Linked DNA regions of Oryctolagus cuniculus: region 1 is linked to region 2. The links are chromatin contacts, called in public Micro-C maps. All regions are on one chromosome and are shown on one strand. Each heading gives the region's core, a stretch centred on a gene start, on an enhancer-like site or on the middle of the called end of the contact. The rest is flanking DNA. Distances are from core to core; before and after follow the strand shown. Region 1 overlaps LOC103350594 (a long non-coding RNA gene). Region 2 overlaps LOC103350594 (a long non-coding RNA gene).

The links. A called contact is a pair of places that touch in the nucleus more often than the background predicts.
Region 1: a contact with region 2 is called in a Micro-C map of ear pinna, with 9 times the contacts expected there. The contact joins two enhancer-like sites. A contact is called at or near these places in 4 of 6 Hi-C or Micro-C datasets (ear pinna, psoas muscle, skin fibroblasts and 1 more).

The regions. Positions count from the first base shown.
Region 1 is chr4:30,559,204-30,565,259 of mOryCun1.1, forward strand. All of the region lies in intron 5 of LOC103350594 (a long non-coding RNA gene), which reads right to left. Among named protein-coding and RNA genes, the nearest start is that of MIR99A, 110 kb to the left of the region's middle. Within about 2 kb of position 4,123, at least 1 of the 8 cell types and tissues checked has an H3K27ac peak or open chromatin away from gene starts, as enhancers often do. A contact at or near this core is called in ear pinna, where this site is marked.
Region 2 is chr4:30,448,759-30,454,587 of mOryCun1.1, forward strand. It overlaps LOC103350594 (a long non-coding RNA gene), which reads right to left. Exons shown (of 11, transcript XR_011387767.1): 7 at 1,751-1,809. MIR99A (microRNA mir-99a) reads right to left here and starts at 114; the gene lies at 56-114. Within about 2 kb of position 3,928, at least 3 of the 8 cell types and tissues checked have an H3K27ac peak or open chromatin away from gene starts, as enhancers often do. A contact at or near this core is called in ear pinna, where this site is marked.

The DNA.
Region 1 (6,056 bases), core at 2,873-5,372, 110 kb after region 2:
CATTATAGACTGGCATGCCCAAGAACATAACTCATGAAGTAAAAAACTTGAAACTTTTTTTTTTTTTTTTGTATAGGCAGAGTGGACAGTGAGAGAGAAAGACAGAGAGAAAGGTCTTCCTTTGCCGTTGGTTCACCCTCCAATGGCCGCCGCGGCCCGCGCACCACGCTGATCCGAAGGCAGGAGCCAGGTACTTCTCCTGGTCTCCCATGGGGTGCAGGGCCCAAGCACTTGGGCCATCCTCCACTGCACTCCCTGGCCACAGCAGAGAGCTGGCCTGGAAGAGGGGCAAGCGGGACAGAATCTGGCACCCTGACTGGGACTAGAACCCAGTGTGCTGGCACTGCAAGGCAGAGGATTAGCCTAGTGAGCCGCAGCACCAGCTAAAACTTGAAACTTTCAACATTAACACCTGACCGAAACAATAACTCATGGGAAATTGTATATTCAATTATATATACTTTTTACTAGTCTTTTCTATCCCTACCAATTAAGCTAAATCCCCTGTTCTACTATTTCTATACTGCTTTGTTTAGACTATTGACAAAGGTGATTCATTTATTTATTTGAAGGGTAGATGGAGAAGGAGAAATAGATTTTCCATCAGGTGGTTTGCTTCCCGATGGCCTCAAAAATGGGCTGAAGCTGAGAGCCAGAAACTCAATCCTGGTCTCCCATGTGAATCAATAGGGGCTCAGGTACTCCCGGGCATATTAGTAGGGAGCTGGATCAGAAGCCGAGCAGCCAGGACTTGAACCAGCACAACCAGAAATCTAATTATTAAAAGTTGTAGACAACTGGTTGAACTAACATTCAGATTTTTTCTTACACAAGCTTCATAATATGGACAAATTCTGTATTTTTAAGTAAGCAAACCTTGTTGTCTAGTAGAAAACACTGTTTCAGAGCAGTTAAGCAACTGCAGCAGGGTGGTGTAGGGAGGGCGATTCTTAAGTTTGCTTCCATGGAATTCCCTAACAAGGTACTGCATTGGATGGGATAGATGACTACAGTGAAAACTCACAGTGTCTCTTTAATTCTGGCACCTAGTTGGTTCTAATAATGTATATGTTCATAAAACAAGCCAGTTCAATATCCTGAGAAATGTTTCTTCATTCATAGCATTTATTATTTTAAACCATTGATGTGCAATCAGTTCAGAGGTGCAATTATTGCCCATAGATTTTATTTTTTTTTTATTTTTTCTAGAGAAAACTGCCTATGTCCAATATTGTTTTATTGGTTACTGGTTATTGCTTAACTTTGGATAATATTAAAAGTACTTCAGGAAACCTACTATCTCTCTCAATACTTTGTGGCTAATTTTAATATTGTTAAAACTATCTGTTCTTCAGTTTTTGAGAGAGAGATAGAGAAGAGAGAGAGAGAAAGAGAGAATTTATACTACCGAGTTATATTTAATGTTCCTTTATGCTCCATGGTTCAAGATTATTAAACATGTAGTACAAGGGGTCCCAGCATGGTCTAGAAGCACCATTAACAAAAATTCAAATCTTAACATCAACACTTAACATCACTGGAATTTGGGAAAGTTACTTAAGCACTTTGAGCCTCCCATCTGGACAATGGAATTATCATCCCCACATTTCAGGGCCAGAGAATTAGGTGAGATAAGATATAGAAGCATACTGTTTAGGGTTTGAGCCAGTGCATCAATGACTGGTCCTGAATAATATTTTCAAGGGCAGGAGTCAATCACTTAAAAGAATGTTGTAGACAGGATAGATAAAGTGTTCCATCATCACACTCACAGCTGATGAGTCAGTTTTCTAATTACTTCCAAGGTCAAATTTTTGAAATTCCTTCAACAATACTCTTAGAAAAGCAAATTATTGTTGAAATACTAATGGAGTGATTATGATAAATCTCTGAGCTCACATAGTGTGCAAGCTCCTTCATTGCCTAGTTCAAATAATCCCCCCGACTTTCCACCTCCCCTTCTTCCCTTAATCAGCATGCCTTCCCAAAAGAGTTTCAGAAAAAGTTGACTATAGCTATCCACACCAAAAAGTCTGTTAAAAGCCCAGGGAAACTTGGTCAAGAACAGGCCTTTACCCAATAGGGTAATATTAACAGCAATAACTTATTATTGGGCATGTACATAGCTCCAAGTAAAATGCATTGATTATAAAAAAGTTAATTTTACTGAAATGTAGCTTCATGACAATTGTTTATAATCTCATATACAAAAACTGTTTCCCAGTCTTCCATATTTTTAAATAATGTACTTATTTCTTATTCTTGATATTTTCTCTATCTTGAGGCAAAGAAAATATAAAGATATCTTGCTCCTTGCATCACTTTGGAAATATATATATATATATATAAACACACACGCACACTTTCCCAGTTATATCTGAATAATTTTGCATGCTGCCAAAAGGCATAGAGTGGATCAACACACATAATAATCGGTTTTTACAAACCTGCTATAAGTTTGAAACTGGTTGTAATTTCCAATACGTTAATGGTCTGCTTCTACCTAAATGGAAATTGTCCCAGGTACTCATAAGCATCAATTCCCTTCATCCAGTAAACCTAGTAATGATGCTTCCAATCCAATTTAAAAGCCATTAAAATGTACTGACTTTTAAACCCATTATAATATAGCTCATTTCTGTAAAATTTAGTTTAGAAGAAAGCAGCTGTGCATTTGAACATCTGGAAATTACTTTTAATTGCACTTTTCTCAAGTGAGAAAGGAGAAGCTCTACCTGGAATGCTATTTGTGTATCTAAAACCACACAAATACTAGTCAACACCTGGACTTCATATATAATCTCATTTGGGGGAACATAATCTCATCTCACTAGTAAATCCAAACTTAATGTGATTTGGCTACCGAAAATTTGATTTGGTGTAGGTTTTAAGATGGAAAATGGAAATTGTAAGATATTTGATTACTCTTAAATTATTTACTTATCTAAGAAGACAGAACGAATTTCATTAGATAGAAACAGTTAATTCTGAAAGTTGAAAATACACAAATACTATCACATTTATGTTTAATGATCTGAATATTGAAAACTAAAATAAATTCCAAATACAAGGTGGCCCAATAGTTGATATGTCATCTAAGACATGTTCATTCAATAAGTTCGAATCAGCCAGTTTGAACTGCTGAGTATCAAGGTCAGTCACTATTTTCCAATAACAAATACTAGTTTCCAAATTAAACATGTTGACATAAAAATGAGTCCATAAAAATGTTATCATTCGTAAATATTCTGAACTAATTATTACTTTGTTTCATCTACCAAAATTACATATCAGTTTTAGTTTCTATATCATAGTTTATGTATTTCCTGATAACCAAAATGTTTTAGAATAGTAAGATCACACTTCAGTGTAAAATTTCTGTGCACCAATCTTGCATGTTAAGCTACCTGAACATATCTAACATTGGATGATGACATAAAACAAAAAACTCTCTAGAGAATATTTATGAATGAACCCTGGAAATGGAGAAGAAAGAACGTGGATCAGTTTAGAATCCCACAGAACATGAACAGCGAGACACGTTAAGTTTTCAAAAGTTGTTCCCCAGTTAGAAAATTCAGACGCACAGCACTATACCTCATGAGGAATATAACAGAAATCTAAACAACTAACACTTTGAAAAGGTAATTTATGAATGACATCTCCTGTATAACTTGAAAATTGCTATTACCACAAGCTAAATTTCATGACAACTGTTTCTATGTTGAAACGATTTTGTCTATTGATATATATTCTTTTGAATGCAGAACACAGCTTATGAACTCACATGTGGAACACACATGTTCTACAATTTTTAGCAACATGACCTTTCATATACAACTATCACATTCTTCAGGGAAGTGGCATGGTTTAGGACAAAATGAAAAACTAATCCTTTCTAAAGCTGAGTAGCTTGTTTATTACACTGAACTGGCCCACTGAATGAGTTGACTTACATAAACTGTGATTTTCAAAAAATCATTATACATAGAAAAACACTGTTTTTGCCTCAGAAATCCCATCATAGGCCCTCTAATGAAAAAACAATGAGTATGTTCTGCTACAATCCCTCTGTGTCCATTAAAATATCTGGGATTATAAAGAGTTCTGATGCAAAACTTAGCCATCTAAATAAAGGAAATAACTGTATGGGCCTAAAATACCACATATCATGCAGACTGGTCCAATATCATCTTTTTGCTGTCACTTTCTCAACAGTTCTTCAGTGAAGAGTAAAAGAAGAACTATCTCAGAGGCCATGGTATATTTTTCCAGTTTGTTGTTTATGTAGGAATGGCAAGTTGCAATTTGTTGCTATAAAAATACACCATGTCATTAATCTCAATCTGATTTTCTATTTTAGTTTTTAAACTGAAATCCTCAGCAAGCCCTCACATTCATATAAACATTGAAACAAGACAATCACTCCTTTCAAAATCTCTGCAAACAGTCAAGTAATTGATAGTCACAGGGAAGAAAATTTTTCGAAAACTTTTTCAGGCTTTCTCCACTACCAATGTTGATCTCTGACCCTGACCACTTTGTCTCATGATATTTTTAAGGAGATATATTACAAAAATTTCAATATTAGCAAAGCAGAAACAATCTACCAAGCAGTTCCTTTGAGTAAGTCATGGCACTCCAGATTTTCTACATGTTAGTAAATACCCGAAACTAACAATACTAAATATCTAGAATCATTACTCAAACATGGAAATAGCTATAGTATATGCTGAATATTCAGTTCTCAAAGTTATCCACATCATCATATTTGATATCGCCCTTTATACTGATTCATATGTTGACTTTCAGTAACAAACTAAAAATTGCACTTAATGAAGTATAGGATAAAGAAAAAGAGCCTGCCTCTAGGCTCTCCATCGTAACATTCACTGCACTATACAGACAGAAACACTAGTTGACAAACACACCTGAACCTATAAACAAGGAAGGCTCAAACATTCTTACAGTTTCTAAGAAAAAAAAAAAGAATATCTAAAGTGGGACCTTTACTGATCTGTTTATTCGTCTTGACTTAGAAGAATATGCAGCTGGACACAAATCATCATTGTTAAAATAAATAATAGGTCAGGTTACTTGTAAAATGAACCTTACCATGTTTAAAAACAATATCAAATAGCAATATTTACTTTACGATAATTTAAAATTAAATCAATATACAGTAAAAAATGCAACAAGTGCAAATCAATCAGCCTTTTATTTGAAAATGACTTAAAAACAGGGAACATTATTCTTTTTATGCAGTGTTGATGCATTTATATCAAAGCCCAACATTTACAAAATTATTTGGCTATCTAATCTACAATTATAAATTGGTTTCTTAAAATATGACAGTTGTTCATGTAATACTGCAGTTAATTCTATGGGAAGAGTTGTATAAATCCGTAAAAATTGTAAATAATTTTAATGTATTAAGGTTCAGTATATTCGTGAAAGAACAAACTATTACTCTCAGCAGTTTACATGAAAATTATCACCTTTTGTTTAAGCACATATTTTCTCCAAAACAACAAAGGTTAGTGTCTTCATGTGCTTCTTATCTACTTTTGTTACTGCATATTCAAGATCCTCTTGCCTATACTAAACTTCTATAATAATTTTCAATTTAATATAACACTGCATTTATCTTTTTGCTACAATTTAGATCACACAGACCAAAGCATTTCATTTAAATTATGAAATGCTCCCTAAAATGACCTACTATAAACATTTCACACATATTAAAATTTGCAGATAAAATACTGGCATATGTTAAAGGTTTCTTTTCAATACACAATAAAAGTTGATATGTAATTATTTACTATATCTTATAATGAAGGGAAGAAAGCCTTTTGTGTGCCTGTTGCAAAATTGAAATAAATACAAACTCTGTCACACTTAAAATGCAAAAGTTCCACAATTTAAAAATTACAAATGAATTTCACTGTTTCTAAAGAGTGAAGAAGTTTCCACATTATGAGGTGAACTAAGTTTTAATATTTCCAAAAAGTATGGGAAAAAATGATGAGAGAAACATTATTCATCCTTTCACAAGT
Region 2 (5,829 bases), core at 2,678-5,177:
GAAATTTTATTGAGCAGCATTGTGTATTGTATTTTGTCAGATTACCACACTGACACAGACCCATAGAAGCGAGCTTGTGCGGTCCACTTCACCACAAGATCGGATCTACGGGTTTATGCCAATGGGCAACATCTCGCATAGGCTCCCTATTAATGTCGAATTTGTTGTAAGTGTCTAACGCAACCAAGAAACAAAAATAATAATATTGATCCTTTAGTATTTATGTTTTAAATGCTAAAATCTAAGGACACATATTCCCGATTAAAGTCCTGTATAAATATTTTTAACTAAATATAGTTTTATATACCTGAGTATTTTTAAAAAAATATTCCTAACAGGTTGTTTTTATTTTAATAGTGAATATTTTACACTAAACTATTCTAACAATGAGTTTTAAAAGAAAAAAGAATCCACATATGAACATATAAATTATGTAATTGTGAGGCATGAATATAGTACTATGAGCCTATAATTAAAGCCAAATTAACTATTAAGTCACTTGTGTATGAGTTAGACTGTGCTTGTTTTAGTTCTTATAAAACCTTAGTGATTGAAAGGAATTGGTAACATTATAACTTTTTTTCATAAAACAAACAACACCTTCTTCACTAGGTAGAGAAAATAGGGAATTATTATAAGTCTGAAATATACACATATGTGCCTACAACTGGAATGATACCAAAATTTACAATATTCTGGTAAATTAATATCAAACTAAAATCAATAACACATTAACAGCATCGTTACTACTATTCCGCGCTAACATTCATATTCCAGATGTGTTTTATCAAAACGAATATCTTGTCTGAACAAATAAATTTAAAGTATTTTTTCAAAAAATACTTAAAATATATCCCTATAAACATGTATTTTTTCAACAAGTAGAGCAAAAATAAATTGGCAAAATTTTTTTTAAAATGCTCGAAAACAAACACAAAGATGAGTAAATACAAATATAAAGCCAGCTACACACACTTAAGTATTCTAAGCTCAATGGCAACAAAATTGTTAAGTTGGACAATCATTATTCATTTCACTCATATCTACAACCATTCAGCAGTTCTCAATTATATCTTCGTTGTGAAAAATAATAATAATACGTACTAACTAGTGATTTGCCACGTTTTGTGATAGAATACAATGTGTGCTTAGACTTTATACAGATAATTCAGTGTACGTGAAGTTTTTCCTATTACTTATTTTCCAGTTGCTTCCAAACCTATTAAAACTATAGTAAATAATCAACAGTCACGCATTTAATTGCAGTAAAAATATTTCAGCATATATCTATAAATTAGATGTGAACTAAAAGCAACATGGATGTTAAAGTTTTATCCTAACTTTCTAAAGAATGTATGTGTTGATCTTAACATATCATGAAAAAAGATTAAAAAGCATGATTTTATTCTCTTCCCCCAGATTTTACTTACTTTTATATGATAACACAAATGAAAAAATATAACTTTTCTTTTTCTTCAACAGCTTTCTGTTCAAATGTATTGTATCTATGTAATATATATGGATATACAGATATATATTAAAAGGGACACAAATCGTACATTGGTCACAAATTTGGGCAAGATTTTTTCACAAAAGCAGATCATACTACGAATTCTCAAAAGAACACCATCAATGAAAATTCCAACAGATTAAAAAAGCAAACGAAATGAATTCCTTTAATCAAACACACTCAAGAATTTTCTGTTTAAAAATATTAACTATGAATTGTTATTTTGTTTTTTAGTTTTACCTGAGATGATTTTCTCCTATGATCACTTTCTTCCCTTCTCATATTCATTTTAAGTTTGCCTAAAACAACCACAAAAGGAGAAATATCAGACAAGTGCTGTCTAGAAGAAGCATCTGAGAAGATGGTGGGAACGAAGGTAGTGGATCGAGAAGAAAACACAGTATCAGAATGGGCAAAACCTTTTAAAGTATTAAAAAAAAAAATGGCATGGAAGACTCATAGGGCCCCACCCAAGGCTACTCATATGACATATAATGTGGTTTCAGAGTTTGCATTTATGCCTTCATTTTGGTCGGTGTTGTTTTCACAGTAACAGTTTTGAAAGTGAAAGGGGGATAGCTGTTACAGAAGCGACTAGGTTTTTGCACAATGAAGTAGTGAAAGCCGAAAAGAGATTTGGATTTGGCATGGAGCTTAATAAGATAATTAAGAGTGTAGAGATTAATGGCTTCTAAAAATAACATTTAAAATAATGTTTTTTTAACTCAAGGATCTTGAAATATAAAAACAAGTTTATTAATATTAATTAAGCCCGTGAAAGTTGAAGTTCCATTAGCTGAGGCAGTATGCAGAAGCAAGAGCTATTTTGTAAATAATTAGTGTACTATAATCAATGTAACTGATAAAATATTCCATTTGAATGATACCAATATTGAGGATTTTTGTAGTTTCCCATAATTCTTCATAGAATAACAACAGGGAAGGCAGAATTCATCAGTTCTATATTACTCTTTGTTTACCTCCATATTTTTAACATAATAAAATATGATTTAAAGTACAATAGTTTAACCAAAGTTTTTTTAAACGGGAAATTTATCATCAGTTAATATACAGATCAATATCTTCATTGATATAAGCTTTCTATTTCAAAAGCATTTCCTGCCTTTTAAAATTTGACATGTTTATAAACATTTTTATCAAAATTAAAATAGGTGGAATGCATCTACTAACACACTCACATTGAACAAGGCAAAAATGGGTTTTATTGCAAAATGTTTAAATTGCTTAGCAATTTACTTCTACAAACAGGCAAAATAATTAGAATGCAATGCGTTTATTTGCGGAGCCAATGCACTGCTTTGAACTTAAAACAAGTTTGTACGTACTTTCTCTACTAAAATACGTAATAGATATTTCCAATGCTTTTTACAACTGCTCTAGGACAAATATTTCTTTTCAAATGTTGTTGAAAGAGACTATTATTGTGGAAGAACCTTCTTTTCTACTTAGCAATTGAGAACATGTTCATTTCATCCCTATTTCTGTTTGATTGAAATCCTTGTAAATAATTTAAATATCACTTCCCCAAAACTAATTTTATTTTCATTCATCTAATTCATATATTAGTATGAGCATTTTTTAGAAGTTCAGAAAGTTTCTTATTTAAAATTTCAAATTACGAGTAAGATGAAAGATTTGCTTTTTCTACCAATTAGGTCTAAACACTCATTTTTCTTAGCAAAAACCAATCCTGGACACAGAAAGCACAAATAGCAACATCAGTGTCTTTGCAAAACCTCTGGTTACAACAAAAACAAAAACATATACTGTCTTTTTGCATAGAGATTTATCTATTTTACTTCAGTTTCTATTCTAATCAAGATTAGACCAGAGAGAAAAAGGAAAACGTTAAAAAGAGCAAAGTGGGTGGTGTGTTAAATAAGAGTAAATTGAAAGTTCAAGGATCCCCTGTATATAAGAGAAGGCTTAAAAAGAAACAACAACAAAAAGTTATACCTGATATGAAAGGTGCGATTTCACCAAGTGCAATACATTGCTAATTATGCCATAGTTTGGAAATAATAAAAATAAAGAAGGCTCATTTGGTTATGCTGCCTTGCAAAGCTGCTTTACAAAGCCGATGTCTCTGTAGTTAGACAGCCAATGTTTGCCTTTTTAAAGTTTGTTTTGGTTTGGATTTTTGTTTGTTTGTTTTGTTTTTGTTTTGGAGCAGGAGCGTCTCATTTTTTTTTTTTTTTTTCAGCACTCTTGCAAGTAGTAGGACAAACTCAGATTTTTTTCTTCAGGGCTCCTGTTATTTCTTAGAAAAAAAGGACCAGGGTGCTTGTCTTCTTTTTCTTCCTTTTCCGTATTCCAGGCACAAAGCACTGCGCAGAAGCTGCACCAATCCTTGCCGTCACTGGCAGCAGAAGGGTAGAAGGTGGGAAGAGACCAGGAATCCTTCCAGGCTGTGCTGACTTTAGAAATGAGGATTGCACACGTTGGTCTCCTGAACCAAAGGGGTGAAAAGGCAGGGTGCCAGTTTGCTACATTGCTGCAATGATCTCACGCTCACTGCTGCTGTCGTCTTGTTCGCCCAGTTCAAATGCCTGTTCATTCTAAACCCAAAAATACATACATACATATATACATACATAACCCAACTACTTGGACTCTGCAGCAAGCAGACAGGCTATTAACATTTAAAAAAATCAGCAGTCAGAAGAGGCAAAAACAAAAAGCACATACAAATTTTTAGGATTTGCTTGTTATGCCTCAATATTCTGTTATTATTTTCCTCCCTCTCTCTCTCTCTTTCTCTCACTCTCTCTCTCTTTAGAGATAAGCAGCAGAATTTATCAGGCGTGAAAGGGACAGCCTCCTGGTGGCCTGCCAAAAACCCAGAATAAAGGCGAAGTTGTGCTTCAAAGCTCAGTTGCTTGCTGAGTCTGGCTAGAGTCAAGTATTAAGATCCACCATTTTCTGAGCCATGCTAGAAAAGAAGAAAAAAGTCAGGACGGTTGCTGCTTTCCAAGTCTCCGTTGGCACCATCACAAAATCTCAGCCGTAAGGTCACATGATTCTCTGCCAAATGTAGAGTGCATTCCCATCAACCATTCTGCTGATACTGCGAAGGCAGCTATTGTCTCGTTTAGACCCAAAGTTCAGCCCACTCTTCATTGAATTAGCTGAAAAACGCATCACCTTTGGGGGCTGGGAGTCATGGAAACGTCTACCTGGCAAGCTGCCCACTTTTTCTGCCCATCAACCAGAGATGGAATTGTGCTGCCTAATGCAATGATGACTTGGAATGTGAAGAGTCGTCCAAAGTGAATCTGATTCTTGCAACGCCTGTTTCGTTTGCACAGAAAACTCTGGCTTCTTAGAGTACAGAGGGGGGAAAAAAAATCTTTGCTACCAAATGTAGCAAATAAAGGTCTGAACATGCCTACACTGCAACTTTATTTTTCAACACACCCAAATGGTTCTAAAATGAAAAGACTGAACGCCCTGCAAGTTTTCTGCATTAAAGGCATCCCTTCCCCGGATTTTTTTTTTTTTTTCTACAAATGAATACAACAAGCTCCAGACATTTGCTTTGGTTTCTCACTTTAAGATTCAAAAATCTCAGAGTTTCCTCTTTGCTTTTTATTACTTTCTGATTTTATCCAGCACCAATTTTGCACTACACAATATCCACTAGCAACAGTGGGGATGCATTATTGCTGTAATCTCCAACAAAGTGGTCCCCTGGGAGAGTCAGTTGTCCCTTCAAATACACAAAACCCTGCAACTCGGTCCTGGGGTAATCTTCACCAGTACCTAACACAGCTGCTGTGTAAGTTTGCTGAGATTGACACATGTGAGAAGTGCTCTTTCTGTTCGTTTGCAGGCTACATTTTGCCTGTGTGGCAAGAAAGATGCCTTTGAAAGATGCAGGGAGTATATCAACAGCTCTTAGGCAATAAATGAAATGGGTCCCCCTCCCCATTGAATTTCCATTCTAGCATGCAATGAAAGTTCCCATGTACAAACATTTCCATACTTTCTAACAAAAGTGGAGTAAATTAAATCTTTCACAATTTCCTTAAGTTGAATCTGAAGCCAAGCAGGAAAGCAGGCATTGTTAGTATTTAAGCCAAACATACTGAGTAGTGGTAAAAAGAACCATGTTTTCCAACTCCATTAATAAAAAAAGCACACTGCAATGATTGGAGAATCCTTATTTAAAGTAGAATTATCTTCGTAAGAAATTAAAAATTATATGCAGTGCCTTATCAAAAGGACAGATTAACAACATCCCTCCTCAAGGTACGTAAGTGTTCATGGCACAATATACAGTAAAGATTTAAAATGAT